2 separate regions of the Gossypium hirsutum genome follow, and region 2 is linked to region 1. A link is a contact called in public Hi-C data. All regions are on one chromosome and are shown on one strand. The core of a region is the stretch at or near the end of the contact, and the rest is flanking DNA. Distances in the headings are between cores, read along the strand shown.

The links. A called contact is a pair of places that touch in the nucleus more often than the background predicts.
Region 2: a Hi-C map of leaf shows a contact between it and region 1, with 2.8 times the contacts expected there. The contact joins the promoter of LOC107925400 here to the promoter of LOC107896694 in region 1. A contact is called at or near these places in 2 of 34 Hi-C or Micro-C datasets (both in leaf).

What each region holds. Positions count from the first base shown.
Region 1 is chrA10:96,654,712-96,662,420 of Gossypium_hirsutum_v2.1, forward strand. It overlaps LOC107896694 (midnolin homolog), which reads right to left and starts at 4,508. Exons shown (of 1, transcript XM_016821926.2): 1 at 2,530-4,508. The coding sequence starts at 4,008. The coding sequence ends at 2,659.
Region 2 is chrA10:97,184,141-97,191,849 of Gossypium_hirsutum_v2.1, forward strand. It overlaps LOC107925400 (FCS-Like Zinc finger 15), which reads right to left and starts at 4,681. Exons shown (of 2, transcript XM_016856061.2): 1 at 4,262-4,681; 2 at 3,831-4,164. The coding sequence starts at 4,512. The coding sequence ends at 3,996. It overlaps LOC107896699 (dynein light chain 1, cytoplasmic), which reads left to right and starts at 1,362. Exons shown (of 3, transcript XM_016821931.2): 1 at 1,362-1,852; 2 at 2,008-2,113; 3 at 2,834-3,088. The coding sequence starts at 1,679. The coding sequence ends at 2,916.

The DNA.
Region 1 (7,709 bases), core at 3,258-5,757:
CTGCACTAATGAACCGGGTCGATCCACCTCACTAATGGGTTTGAGTTTAAGTTTTTTTTTAAAAAAAATAAGTTTTCAAATTAATTCAGACTCATGAACAATTAGATGTAATAACGAGAGAGTAGATGACAATAACTACTCAACCTTGAGGAAGTATAGATGAAGACGAAAAGGAGACATGAAAAAGGAAGTTTGGGGAGTAGGGGTGAGGAAGAGCCTATTACTTCTAAAGAGAATTGCACCTTCCCAATGCCCTCAACCTCTCAAAAGCTAGCTACCATCCGACTCTCTTTATAAATCTCATCTCATCTCATCTAATCTAAAAGCACAAGGAAGCATCCCTAACTCATGGTGGGTTAAAGAAGTGGTGATGTTCATTCATGTCCTATGTACGGATGGTCCACAAATTTAATGTAGTGATTCCACAGTGCCATCGCAGCCTTTCTCAGGTTTCCCTGCAGTGCTGCCCTCAGGTCCTTATGTCATATCATCGCTTCCCAATAAATTTCCTCGCCTCCCTACCCACAATATCATAAGTTTAGAGTCCGATAGCTATCCAAGTTCCATTTAAGATGTTTATATAACAGTATATATGCTTAGAAAAAATTTAAAAGCTTCAATGAACAGTTCCATGCAACACAAATTAAGAAGAATCATAATTATGATTTTTTAATAATTTTTAATTAAATTGGTTGAATCCATAGTCTAACTTAATTAACTAATAATTCAATTCTAAAAATATTAATAAATCTTATAAAATTAAAAAATCTATCCAAAACCTAATTTCTTTACTAAAAAACGCATCCACAGTGGTGGGGGCGAATTGGACCCATCAAGTTGAAAGATATTTACGATTTTATTTAAATATTTGGATAAACTATAATATTAGTCATTAAATTACGAATATATTTTCGTTTTGGTTATTTAATTAAAAAATTACAATTTAATCATTAAATTATTTAAAATTTTTTATTTAAGCCACTAAACTATTTAAAATTTTTTATTTAAATCATTAGAATATTAAGTTTTTTTTAGAAGAATTCTGCCAATAAGCTCTAAGCAACGATTGGACGATCGATACGATGAGCCAGTAACCATCGATGAGTAAAACATACCTTAAATCTAAGTCAATCTGGCGATTAGTGTTTGAGATCGAAGAAAAAAGTTATTTGAATTTTGGTTTGCAGATTCGTAACATTTAAAATTGTTTCATAAAAAATAAATTATACAAGAAAAGGGGGAAAAGAGCTTTCAGTCGGAACAGACAGTGCGAACAGAGAAAACTATACATATAAAATTAATCTTAACAATCCAATAACTTAAATGAAAACCTTTTAATAATTCAATGATCAGTTTATAACTTTTTAAATTGAGTGAGCAATACAAATACTTATCTATAATTTAGTGATTAATGATAGAATTTACCTTAAATATTTGTAATTTTTACCATATGACCCGGAATTTGGACAATCTTTAATAATTCAGGGCGGTATAAAATTGAATTAGATAAGAGGAAAAAAATAGATTCATAGAGATTAGTCAAAATTTATCATAATAGGTGCTCACGTTACTCAACCATGTAATCATTTGTCTTCTCCTCTCTCAAGTTTCCTTGAACGTCAAAGCCCTATTAATTTCGTACGAGAGTTTGGCAGATTTGGACCCCAAATAGAGAGGGAGGGGGGTATGAAGTACATTACAGAAAGGTTGTCCTTTTTTTTTTTTTAGCAATGTGTGTTTTAATTGAGTGGGAAAAAAATGAAAAGGGAAAAATTTAAAGGTTCTTAATAAAAATAAATCATTCAAATTGGAGTGATAAAAGGAAAATAAGAAGCAATTCCTCTTAATCATTCAAATTGGAGTGAAAAAAAGGAAAATAAGAAGCAACTCCTCTTACTTTTCAATTCTAACAAGTACACTAATGAAAAAAATATTATATATATTCTTTTATTCTTCTAGAAAAATTATATCTTTTTATCTTTGGACTGGCCATTGCAAAGCCTAAATTCTTCCCTACCATATTATCCATTATGTTTGCATCATATCCCAGAGAAAACAGTGCAACACCCTCATCACACTGCTACATGCTGTTCTCACAAGTCATTGGTAGTATAGCCCAAATTAATATCCCTAAGATAGCTCTAACAATGTGAAAAGTAGCAAATAGCAAAACATGTAAGAAATTAAGTTGATCAACTGAATCCCAGCATTTGATGTGTTGTCAGGTGAGATTGGTAATAAAATAAATACATAAGGGTTGGAATTACGTATTAATTGTTTTCTTAAAGTAGTTTGAGAATCAGAAAAATCAAACGGTCAATGGGGTTGTTTAAGGGGTAAGCATGTGTCTTAAGACCGTCATACAGCCATGTGAATGCATGTGATGAGGGCAAAAACGTTTCTTACACTACTTCCAAATCAACACTACAAACGTTAACAAACAATACACATTATTTAAGGAATCAGAAAATATGAAGAGTCCAAAATATAATTAATTGCAGATATATGTGATGCAGTAGTAGTAACAAGTAAGGAAGGGATTAAGGGGTGTAACATTACTAAAGGAATAGAGTCTCTTAAGAACATATGATAATAAATATGGAAATAAACAGGCAATAATAATTAAGCCAATGTAATGCGTATTAACTGGAATCATTTTTAGCTTCTAACAGCTAATAAGGAAGGAATGGCAGCCAGATTGGGAGTTGTGTTTTTGTTGTTTGATTCTCTAATGACGGTGGTAGCATCTTTCTTACCAAAGGATGGTTTGGTGAATGCTCTCATGGGGCTTGCAAATGCCCATCCCCAACTCCTGCTCCTCCCATGGATCAGCGCTGCTCCTGTTGCTTTCCCATTCCCGTTATGATCCTCCGCTGATGACGATAACCAGTATGAAGATGAGGAGGAAGACGATGATGATGTGATTATGAAACCACCGAATATGCCACCGCATTTTACCCTTTCTTTCATTGCTGATGATGATGAGGCGGCGCCGACGGCGGAGGATTTTGGTTTGCCTTCTCTTTGGGATTCAACTCGTCTGAGAGTGCAATCTCCCAACCCGGTTGAGATCCTTTCGAAGAAATCACCGGAGAAACTCCGGCTTCCGCAGCCTACGGACCTGGATCTCGAAACCTTGCGCTCAAATGATGATGCAGCTGAGGCAGTGGCTTCACTGTTGGGGCTGTCATCCTCTTCTACTACCACAATGCCTCCTTTTCTCGACAATGATGAACCCAAGCTTTTCTCCTTTGGCTTTACATTCACGACCGCACTTGAGGATGAAGGTCCCCCCATTGTTGTTGCTGTTGAGACAGTGACTGCCGGTGGTGCTATTGAAGCAACCTTGTCTGGTTTTTTGGAACTATGGCTCTTGGAAGAAAGATAGAGAAATGACCAAAAACCACTTCTTTTTCTGGGACTGAAGCCTCCACCATTATCTACTTCACCATCCAAGAACCGGCCTCTCCTGGGAGCTGTAGTTGACTTGCTTCTCTTCAAAGCAATATTAGCATGATGATGGTGGTGGTGGTGATGATGATGATCTGATGATGCCACCATGATCTTCTTTTTCTTCTTTGCCAAAAGGAAAGGGATCCTGGCCCGCCTTGTATAACATTCTTCATAATGACTGTTATTATTGCCACTATCAAGCCTAGTTTTTGTTATGGGACGAACAGACATAGACAGTGAAGAAGCGGAAAAAGTGGCAACACCACCACCACCACCACTAACGCCACCATTTCCGCCACAACTAGTAGCAATGGCACCAGTATCAGATCTAAAAGAAGGCGGGGAAGAAGAAAAAGAAGGTGAAGCACGAATCGGTAAAGGAAAAGAAGAAGAAACCAACTTGCCTAGCTTCTCTTGAAGGCAAAAAGCACAAATCCCACCAGGGTTATTTCTATAAGGATGATTACTGCATTGCATACCATCTCCCATATCTTCTTCAACACCAACACCAACACCAACTCTACCTCCTCCTCCACCTTTGATTCCTTCCATCATGTTAAACTAACTGGGAAGGCAAAAATATCTAGAAAATCTTTGATCCTTGTAACTGGTATTGCTCTCTTTTCACATCAAAGATATGGCCTTTGTTTTTGCTTTCCCACAAGTTACTCACTTTTTTCCCTGCCAAGAAAAGAGAGAGAAATGGGAAGGGGAAGATGCAAACAAAAGAAGGGAAACAGAGAGTCAGAGAGTGTAATTGAGTGGGGAAAAAAAATATGGCATTGAAGAGGGGGAGGGGGGAGAGAGTCCCCAGGAGCACGTGGAACACTGACTTGCCTACACATTAAACAAAGTGATATTATCATATAAACCATACACAAGCTAAACCCTAATCCCTTTTTTAGCTTTCATCAACCCCCCGCCTATCACCTTCCCACAGGAATCTACTAACCAAAGCACTCTCTTCTGACTCCTCACTTTAGCTCCTGGGAAGGGTTTTTCCTTTTAACTCCATTGCTTCGCTTTGCCCTTTGCTCTTCTTCTTTATATTTTTTTATATATAATATATATTAGAATTTAGAAGAAGAAAATATGCTTCTTCTTTGTAGATGGATGGATTAGAGTAGATTCCTTCTTTTTCTGCCATTGCATTATGAAATTCGCTTTGTTTTTTATCTCTAAATATATTACTGCTTACTTGGCTTTTTCTTTCCTGATAAAAATCAATTATTAGTTTCTTATAACTTATTTATATATAATACTTGAAAATATAAAAAATTATTAGACTCCATAGAAAAGGGTTTCGTATAACGAGGGATGAGGGTAAAATTATAATAGAGGATACTGTATTAATAATAAGATTGTATTTAATTTTTTATTTAAAAAACGAGTTAATTATTGTTTGTACGATAGATTAAATACTATTAAAAATTTTATTTATTCTTATTATTAAAAATATAGAATAATTAAATAATTGCATGTGATGTGTCATGTATTTCATTTTAACATACAATTAATAATTAGCTTTAATAGTAAAAAATAGATGGAATTTTTAACCAAAATGATTAATTTACTTTCTGCTCTAATATAAAAAAGTTAATTTATTTATTTTTAAATAATAAAAGTAAAATATTATCAACTCTTAATACAAATATCTCTATAATATTTTTATTAAGACGATGGCCACTTAATAAAATTTATATCATCTGAGATTTTTTATTTTAAATGCATATGGTGGAGTGAGGTATTTGTGATAACCTACCCGATTTTTAAAGTTACTAATTTATTCGTTATAATATTTTATTTTTTAGTATATGTACTAGAAATACAAACTAAAATCATATATATGTTAATAAGTTATATATAATTATTTTATACATGACCTAAACAATTACATGTATTCATGAACACATTATAAATATATGGTTTTATACTATTAAAAATTTTGAAAAAAATCATTAGAAAAAGAAGGTAGAGTTGTGTGGATTAATATAAATAGATTTTGGTTATAATTAACCAAAAAATTTATTTAGAAAGGTTGAGATAAAATTATAAAATAAGTAAAAATTTGTATTAAAAATGTTTAAACTAAATTATTAATAATTTAAAAAGATTTAAATTATAATTTTGACATAATTAGTTTGTGAAGGGCCCTCTCCTTCTCGGGTTCATTTGCTCGTCCCAATTTATTTTGCTTTGTTAATTGGAAAAAATTAAATTAATGGAATGGAATTAAGTTAAATAGTGATAGGAGTTAACAATAAGTGGAGAACAAAGAAAAAGATTGTGAAAATTTGGTTGAAGAGGGAAGAGCGACAGCAATGGAAGAAAAGGGCCAGAGTGAGTGACCCCCCACAATGTTGTATCCACCAACCTCCTTTTCCCACTCATTTGTTCAACACATCAACTCTTGCTGCTGCATGCGCCTTCTTATCCCTAAACTATTTACCATTTATTATGATATTTTCACTTCAATTATTTGATATTGAGTGCTAATCAAAAGGTTAAAACAATTAATTTTTTTAATTAAAAAAAACATGATAATTGTTGGATTGGTGCACAATATGTTAAAAACATTTGTGGATCCCATGTTCCATTTTTTGCTCAATACGCTATGATCTTCGACACCTACTTTTCACAAAACTTTATGATATAATATGACACTTTATACTTCAACTATCAATTGTCCTCTTTCTTTTTGCATTTTTATGAAACTCGTATTTTATTTAAAAGTTAGAAATAAACAAATAAATTGAATGCTACTAATATTTTTCTTCCATTTTGACTAATATACTTGAAATTGAAGAGATTTATTGTCTCCCTTTAATCGAGTTCTAATTCAACTCTTCTTCATTTCAAAGCATATAAAATCTAAGAATAATACTTGATTGGATTTGAACACCAAAACGTCATAATTTTTTAATATTTTTATCATTTCAACTACTTTTATAAATATATATTTTCAATCCTTAATCTACTATATATGACCATGTGTACATATGGATAATTCTAGACTGGCTATTCAATTCTTTATCATGAATTAGTTAAGACCCAATTTCATAAATTCCATGTCTAAGTCACAATTCCAAACCACCACTGCGTTTAGCATTAAATATAAAAAGAAAAAAAAAAAGAGAGAGGAGGGAAGTTCAGTGCTTTATAAATCGACAATTAATTTGTATTTTAACAGAATTCAATTTAATACAGTTGGATATTTATTTCTTACTCAATGAAACTCTTGAAGCAGCCATTGGATGAAGAGGCACATGGAGGTACACACTGTTTTTGTCTCATTTGACCCCGTGAAGAGTTGAATATGTAGCAAAGTATAAAAAGGAAAGTGCATATATTATATGTATGCATGCATGTTGGATTTTTGCATTTATCAAAACGAGCAAAAGTCTTCCTCTCTTTGATATTACGTTTTTGTCATCCTTGTAAAATATTTTCTTAATATTTAGCGTGATATTTTATTTTTGATTGATTTTGATAGCATATATCAAAAATTTTGAGTAAACCAAAAATATATAATTGTTGGTATAATAGTTTATGGAAGTATGCATATTGTTATAAATAGTTGGTAAATTTGACCTAGTGATTTATTCCAATTTATTTAAGCAACAAAGTTACACTAATTTACGTGTTACTCTAAAAGACAACTAATGTAACGAGAAGATTTATTTACACAAAGCTCTAGAATTCAATAACGCAAAGTCACACTTTATCAAGACTTCTTTGGCTGATAATGTGATGGCTATTTGTGTTAAGTATTATTTAATGATAATCATATTTAATAGTGTTGATCTGAATTAAACATTTTCGAGTGGTTACTATTTGAAGATTATTTGGTGATTAATTAACGATAATGACTTATTACTTCCTAAAGATTTTTTTTACATCATGATGTGAAGATAATTTAACAACAATAGGGTGATTATGTGAAGATTTAATTTATGATAATATTACGCCATTTGTTGATAATTGAAATCGTTAATAATTATCAACTAAATAATATTATTATCTTCTTTAAATTTAAAGTTGAAGTTTTGTAAGCCTATAAATAGATTGTTTAGTCATGGGGTTGAAAAAGGGAAAATAGATGGTTTTATCATAGGATTGATAGAACTTAGAAGGAGCAAATGAGTTAAATTAGTAAGTAACAATTATATTTGGTTTTTATTTTTTTTAACTTCAATAGGAAGAATGAGTTTGGAAGAGTTCATACTAAGTGTACTTGGGTGAGCCTACAATTATTC
Region 2 (7,709 bases), core at 3,431-5,930, 530 kb after region 1:
CAAATTGAAGAGACAACGTCGTTGATTGACTAATTTCGTTGGACGAAGAACAAATGAAATAAAAAAGCAAAAGGAAAATTAACGAGGGATGATTTTTGCCTAATATCTTTCTTTTGTTGATGGGAAGTAATTGTGATGGATTTATTAAAGGTTGGTTCATGTGCGTTTATGGGATAATTTTCGTTCACCATTTTTGTTCATGTTTCAATGCTCTTTGTTTATTTTTATTTTTAATCGGAATTAATGAAAAAAAAACTGAAATCCATAAATAGGTTGATAATAAACTTGTCCATAGCTTGGGCTATACGGTCCACCCGAAAAATGAGAGGATTTGGGTAAAAATATAAGTCCAAAAAATATGTTTGGAACAAATAAAGCCCGTTTAGAAAATGAGATGAGCCTTGGATAAGGCTTTTTGGCCCAGCCCGAATATGAAAAAAAAAACTGTTGCTATTTTTTACTGTTCTTTTTTGCTATTTTCTTTTCACTATTTTACTACTATTTTACTATTACGTTGGTACTATTTTATTGTTATTCTTTAGATATTGTATAACTCTTACTTTATTGCTAATTTTATTACTATTTTAAAGGCATTTGCTTATTAAATTGCACCTATCTTAGTGTTATTTAAGTATATATATATTTGTTTATTTCAATATTTTTAGTATTTTTTATGTATCATATTTTTAAAAAAAAATTACATAATAAATAATATAAAAAAATTAATACTAATGGGCCAAGAAAAGCCCAAGTTTTAACATTTTTATTTGGGTCGGACTTTGGTAAAATCTTAGACCCATTTTTCGGGATGAATCCAAACCTAACAAACATATCTAAAATTTTGATTGGGTCCAACCCGAACCTAGCCCGACCCATGTAAACCACTAATTGATGATGGTGGTAGAGTTTATGGGAGCCAAGATGGGGGCGGAGGAAATTTTAGAAATACTTTTTTAATGATTTAATATAAATTTTAAGTAATTTTTATTATTTGGTATATATATTAGATTAATTTATTATTTTATATAAAATACAATTTATTTTTATATTTTTATATATTTTTAAAAAATATTTGTGTATTGATATATCGAATTATTTTGTAAAATTAAGATTAATTTGAGATAATTTATAATATTAAGGATTAATTTTCTTTTAAATTTATAATTAAATTAAGATAATATATAAAAGTTGAAAACTGAATTTATTATTATACTAATTTTTAATTACAACCTCACCTTTTCACCAAATTAAATTAATTAAGTGAAAGTTTTGAAAGTATTATCCTAACAAAAGAAATCTAGATGACTTGTAATGTACTTTTCCCTAGATTATATAAATATAAATATAAATATAAATAATTCCTGCTAAAAGGTATTTGAAAATTAAATTAAAAAAATATTAAAATTGAAAGAGTATTTTTCATTTTAATTTGGATGGAAGAGTGAAGTGGGCATCTGAAACACATCATAATTTTGTAGATAAAAGAACAGTGAACACACTTCAATTCATTCCCCAAAGTATCAACTGACAATCATTTCCAGTTTTCCATTTTTCATTTTCTTCCAACACAAAAACTCCATTGTTGCAAACTGGAATTTTATGGAAACTGAGTCTCTCCCTTTTCTTTTTCTCTTCTTTTGGCTCTGGAATTTGAAAAAACGAAAAAGAGAAAAACAGGATGAGTACTGAAGCAGCTAAAAGAAGCACCACCGGAGCTCTGACGGTGAAACAACAGAAAACTGATGAATTGAAGCCTTCTCCAGTGCTTACTGCAGAACCCAAAAAAGTTATTATCAAAAGCGCCGACATGAAAGACGACATGCAAAAAGAGGCCGTCGATATAGCCATTTCCGTTAGCTCTTTTTCTCTACCTTACAAGATTCCTAATTTTTATGGCTTTTTTATTGGAATTAGTTTCTGGGTTTTCTTCGTTTGATCTTGATTTGTTAGTAAATACTGTAAATTTGCTAACTTTGAGTGGTTTTTCCTTCTGGGGGTTTTGACTAGCCTTTCGAGAAGAACAATGTAGAGAAAGATGTAGCAGAGTACATTAAGAAAGAATTCGACAAGAAACATGGACCTACTTGGCATTGCATTGTTGGTCGCAATTTTGGTAAACCCAAATTTCCATTAAATTCAATTTTCATAGAAAATATAGTCCAAGATATATGTTATTTTTAAGTGATGCTGTTGTTTTTACTTGAAAGGAAGCATATCATAGCTTATATGAGCTATCATTTCCATCGTGCGTTAAGCTATCATAACTGCCATTGATGTTAGATTGGATTGTCTTAAGCTTAGACCTTATGATTTTTCAGTGTGGTTCATCAATGTGCTTAATTACCTGTTTGAAACCTTCTCAGGAAATAGCTATAATGGCAATTGTTCTTGTTTGTTTTATATTTAGTTCATGCCATTAAGGTTGGACCTCTATTCAAGGTTTGAGCTTGGAACTTTCGGTTTCGAGGTCTTAAGCTTAAAACTCCGATCTATGTTGGATGCTCATTACCAAAGAAACACGTTATATAAGTCGATCGTGTATTACATACTTAGGGAACATGTAACACTACTATATTAGATACTAATTCGAGTAGAAGTTGGGTCGTTTGGTGTAAGGAAGTAGGATCTATACCGGCATTTCCCTTCTTCAAAAACTCTTATGGATGCAATTTTTATTCACCATATACGATTATGTTTGACCACGCGGCCTGCTTGCTCCTGGTTTTGTGGTTTATATGCTATAACTAGACATTCCTAATTGGTGAAGACAACCTAAGATAAATTACTGATAATTATTAGTTGGATTAATCCTTTGAATGTCGTTTGAATGCAGGTTCGTACGTAACCCACGAGACGAACCACTTTGTTTATTTCTATTTGGATCAGAAAGCAGTTTTGCTCTTCAAATCTGGTTAATCATGGAGAGATGAGAGGCTTCTACTTAAACTACCTGTTGCGGTTAGCAAACTGTATGTACTAGTCCAAGCACATGCTTGTATGTCATAAAACTCATCTGCCTGCCTTGTAAAAATAATTTTATCAAACACACACCCGAGTTGATATTTTAAGAAAGATTATTTCTTTTTTACTGTATGAATAATTTTAGAACATTTATTAAAATTAACATCAATAATATTAAAAAAAAAAAGAAGAAGAAGAAAAACTGACCCTATTTAATATGGATTCGTCTCATTGAAAACAAATAGCTGTCACCAGTGTTAAATTATCGATGTGCCTGCATCAAAACAAATTTGTAAATATTGTTACTAAATATCTTCTTCTTCTTCTTGTTGTGAAAATGGTATTTAATTATAAACACTAACTAAATGATCCCAAAAAAAAATATGGACAAGTGAAAGAAATAAAGAAAAAGAAAATTAATGATCCTTAATGGCAAGTAGTAATTTGTTTATTCTTTATAGATTACTAATTCTTCATTCCCTCCAGAATAATACCAGTAAAATGCAGTCCAGATAAAACAATATTTTCAATTACTATGAAATGTTTTGTCGTTTTGAAACACAACAAACCTGCAATAAAATCATAAAACTCTTTGGAATTTTACTAATTTTATTTTATTTTATTAAAAAATGCCAAATTTAAACATAGTTAAATCAATTGATTTATGTAGTTGTAATTTTAAAATATAATAGAATCCATGTATTTTTATTAAAAAAATGAATCAAACTGTAAAATACCATGAATGGTCTCCATTATTGTTTTGTTTTTTTTAATATTTATTTTAGTTATCCTAAATGTTAAATGAGAAGGGAATAAAGCAAAACCATGGGCTCCTCTACCAATCCCATATATGTTCAAGGCAAAAATAGTTAAAAGACAAGGAAAAGCTCTTTTGGCTTCATTCCAGCATGCAAAACGACAGCGCATGGCACCGTCATTACAAAATTAGCCAAGCCTACACTGGAAAAATACAATTGAAATTAACCAAAATGAAAAAAAAAAGTTTTCCAGTTCTTGGCAGCTGCATAGGTTTCTCAATAAGCTTTGCGATGATGGCGAGAGCCTGAAGAAGAAGAAGGTGAAGGTGTTGAAGGTTTAATTTTCATGGAAGCCAAACAGCAATTTTCTTTCTTCAAACTCTCTTCTTCATCCATGAAAATTTGCCTGCACCTACACTCCACGCTACAAAAACCCCTATCCCCCCTACCAACAATCACAACAACAACAAAAGAAAAACCATGAATCAATCATACAGAAAGAAACAGTCGACAAAAAAAGAAAAAGGAAAAAAAAAACATACTTGTACATGTAGATGTCTTTTCCAGGCAAAAGTTTTTGTTTGCAAAGGAAGCATTGTTCAAGAAAGGAAGGAACCATGTGAGAAGTGGTGGTAGGAGGAGACAACCTAGAAGAGCTCGAAGAAGATGAAGAAACTTTGCTGCTGGTGTTGATTAACATGGTTGTTTTGCTAATAAGTTGCGGGGTTTTTTTACTGAATATGTTATGGTTACCACTCTTTTGATTCTCCAAAACTACACTCAGTCCCACCATCTTTTCATTCCTTTTTGGGAGAGTGATGTGGTTTGTTTGGATGAGAGAAAAATATAAATCGAAAGAAGGGAGTTATAAAGAGCGGAGGGAAGAGGAGGGGGTTGATACAGCAGTAGCAGTAAGAAAGGACGATTTGTGTAGCCAAGGATTTGACTTTGTACTGCTTATTCTTTTAACTGCCACGCATCCCACTTATTATCCCTTTCATTTCAAGTTTCTTTTCTTTTCTTTCTTTCTCATTATCCATTTTTTTAACCTTTTCTTTATTTTACTTAATTCCATTGCACATTATGAGTTAATTTTGGGTGCAGCATCCTCTGTTGTAGACATCCAGTTGAAATGTTAATGAAAAATAATCATTTTTATATAATAAACAGGTGAAAGTAGAATTCTTTTGGAGGAGAAGAAATTAAATTTTATATTTTTAAGATAGTTAAAATATAATTTTATTATTGTATTCAAGTCTTGAAAATGATTAAATTAAAATTTCATTATTTTAGAGGGTTAAACTATAATTTTGCTATTATTAAGTTATACCTTTATAAATTTTGAAGGGGCTAAAATAAAAACTAGGACCCTTACCTCCTGCCCCTTTCTTCACTTTAACAATAAATGTTAACTTTATTACAATTTGATTCTTTCTATTAATTCACGATTAAATTGATTAATTTAATATGATAGAGACACTAAGCCTTATTTTATTCAATTCCTATAATAGAGGGACTTTGCGAGTACTTTCACCATTAAATTTTAATTTACTCTATCAACTTCAAAATCTTTTTATTGAACCCCAATTTACAGTATAGTTCAAATTAAGTGTTTCCATCAATCTAGTCATTAATTTGGTTGTTAAATATTAACTTGTATTTCATATTCAAATAGATATTTATTAATCCAAATGAGTTTTTTTTTATTATTAAAAAAAACTCATGTCAAAGGACTTAATTGAAAGGATATTTTAATTTGAAAGTTCAATTAAAATATTTTAAAATTAAAAAAATTGACTCAAATTAGAATTCCAAAAATGAACTAACTACAATTATGATTTGTTTTAGAGTGACATAGGGTGGTAAAGCAAATAGTTTTGTCACGATTATTACTACTTGGATTTTTTAAAAGGAGAATAAATCACAATAAATAAAAAAAGGCATATGTTATTCAAATAAGAGCCGACGAATGTACTTTTACTTAGCTGATCTCTGCCCTTCCTTTTGTCTCGATTCATGCTTCTTCTGATTTTTGGGGGTACGTGGTCTTACTTAAGGCTTTGGCAGCTATTTGAAAACCCTATACAAAGACGTGGTGTACGAACCAGTGTGTTTGCTTTAATGCCAAACCTCCCTTCAATTAATTGTTTTACACCAATGTATTGGAATCCAATCCTCTCCAAAGTTGGTCAATACTACAACCTTGACACCATTTTAGATTCATCACAACACTTTATTCTTTGGTTCTTATTATTGTTTTGTAACAACGTCATATTTAAACGGAAAATTCGATAATTTTAAATTTAGAACTTTACCAATAAATGTATTAGTTGAAGTGCATTCGTTCATGTTGGATATCAAATAATGTGTTTTATATTTTTAAAAGAAAGACAAATATTAATCCCCATCGAAGAAACATAATTCATCTATATATCAAGTATTACCAGCAGCCTACCTACGTTGCAAAATAAAATAAACCTTAAAACTAAGAAAGCGAGACAATATATATAGCTTTCAAGTATTTATTTTATGAACCATCAAATGACGTGATTTTTCATTATTTTTGGGATTGGAACAAATCAGAAGAAAAAAAATGCATAGAGACAATGATATGTGTGTGTGGAGTTTTCCAATCTCCCATGGTTTAATTTTAATTACGATTCCATTGCTTTTAAATTTATGAATAAATTACATATGATGGCTTAATTAATTAGAATTGCTTAGTGTTGTTAATTCTTAATTGAAAAAAAGTTTTTATATATTAATTTTTTTAAAAACAAATACTCTAAATATTAAAAAAAATCAATTTTAAAATTAATTTTGCACCATTAGCAAGCTAACATCACATAAATAGTTTTGGAGTGAATTCCAATTTCCCTAAACCTATGAAAAAGCAACACATTTATCAACATTTACAAGCGCAATTGCCAGCAAGAAAACTATAATAATAATAATAATAATAGTAATAATCATAGCTTGCTCCTTAATATCATTTTCGTATGCTTATCAAATAATTGATTTACATTATCCTAAGTTTTGCATGATTGATTAATGAGAAATAGTAGAATACATACACGTCAAGCACTTTCAAGTATTTTTATTGGTGAACTAATAATTAATTATTGTATTAAAGATTACCATCATGCAGCTACATATGTGATTAATAAAAATGGTAATGAGAGTAGCCAATTGAGAATGAAATGCATTTTTCATTTTCGACGACAAAACATTAATCAAAACGTTATCCCTTCCTTTAATTAAAATGCTAAAATATTAAAACAATTTCATTATCGGTTTCCTCTTACTTAAATAAGCTTTATAGTTTTATTCTACCAAAGAGACACTCCTTTTTTTCTTTATAATAAATCATGGAAATTCTTAACACTTCATTTTTTAAATGTATTTGATAATTCTATTCATTTTTTAATCAATATCCACTTATTATATTTTATGTTTATGAAAAAAATATATATAATATATATAATATTAGTAAGATTGAATTTAAAAAATAAATAATTATAAAAACTAAGATTAATTTTAACAATATAACTACATTCAATAGTTACTTTTATTAATATATACCAAACAACTTTTTAATATAACTTCACTACTTATAAAATTTCAATAGTGAAAATTCAACACTTAAATTTTTTTAAAATTTATTCTAAAAATAATCTAAATAAGCTTCTTATTTTTTAACTTATAATCTAAATAAGCTTTTAATTCAAATGAAAAGAATAAATTTTATTACAACTTTATTAAGATATAAACTAAACATTACAAAGCTTATTTGGATACAAATTAAAACTTAAGTTTTATTTAATAAACGGAAAAATTAACTATCGAAAATTTAAATGTTAAATTTTTGTACTGAATTTTATAAAAATTAATTTTATATCATTTGGTATATAAACAAAAATTAAGTATGGAAGTAGATTTTGGTTTTTGAAAATTATTTATTTTGTAATTTTTTATATTCTTTATATCCGT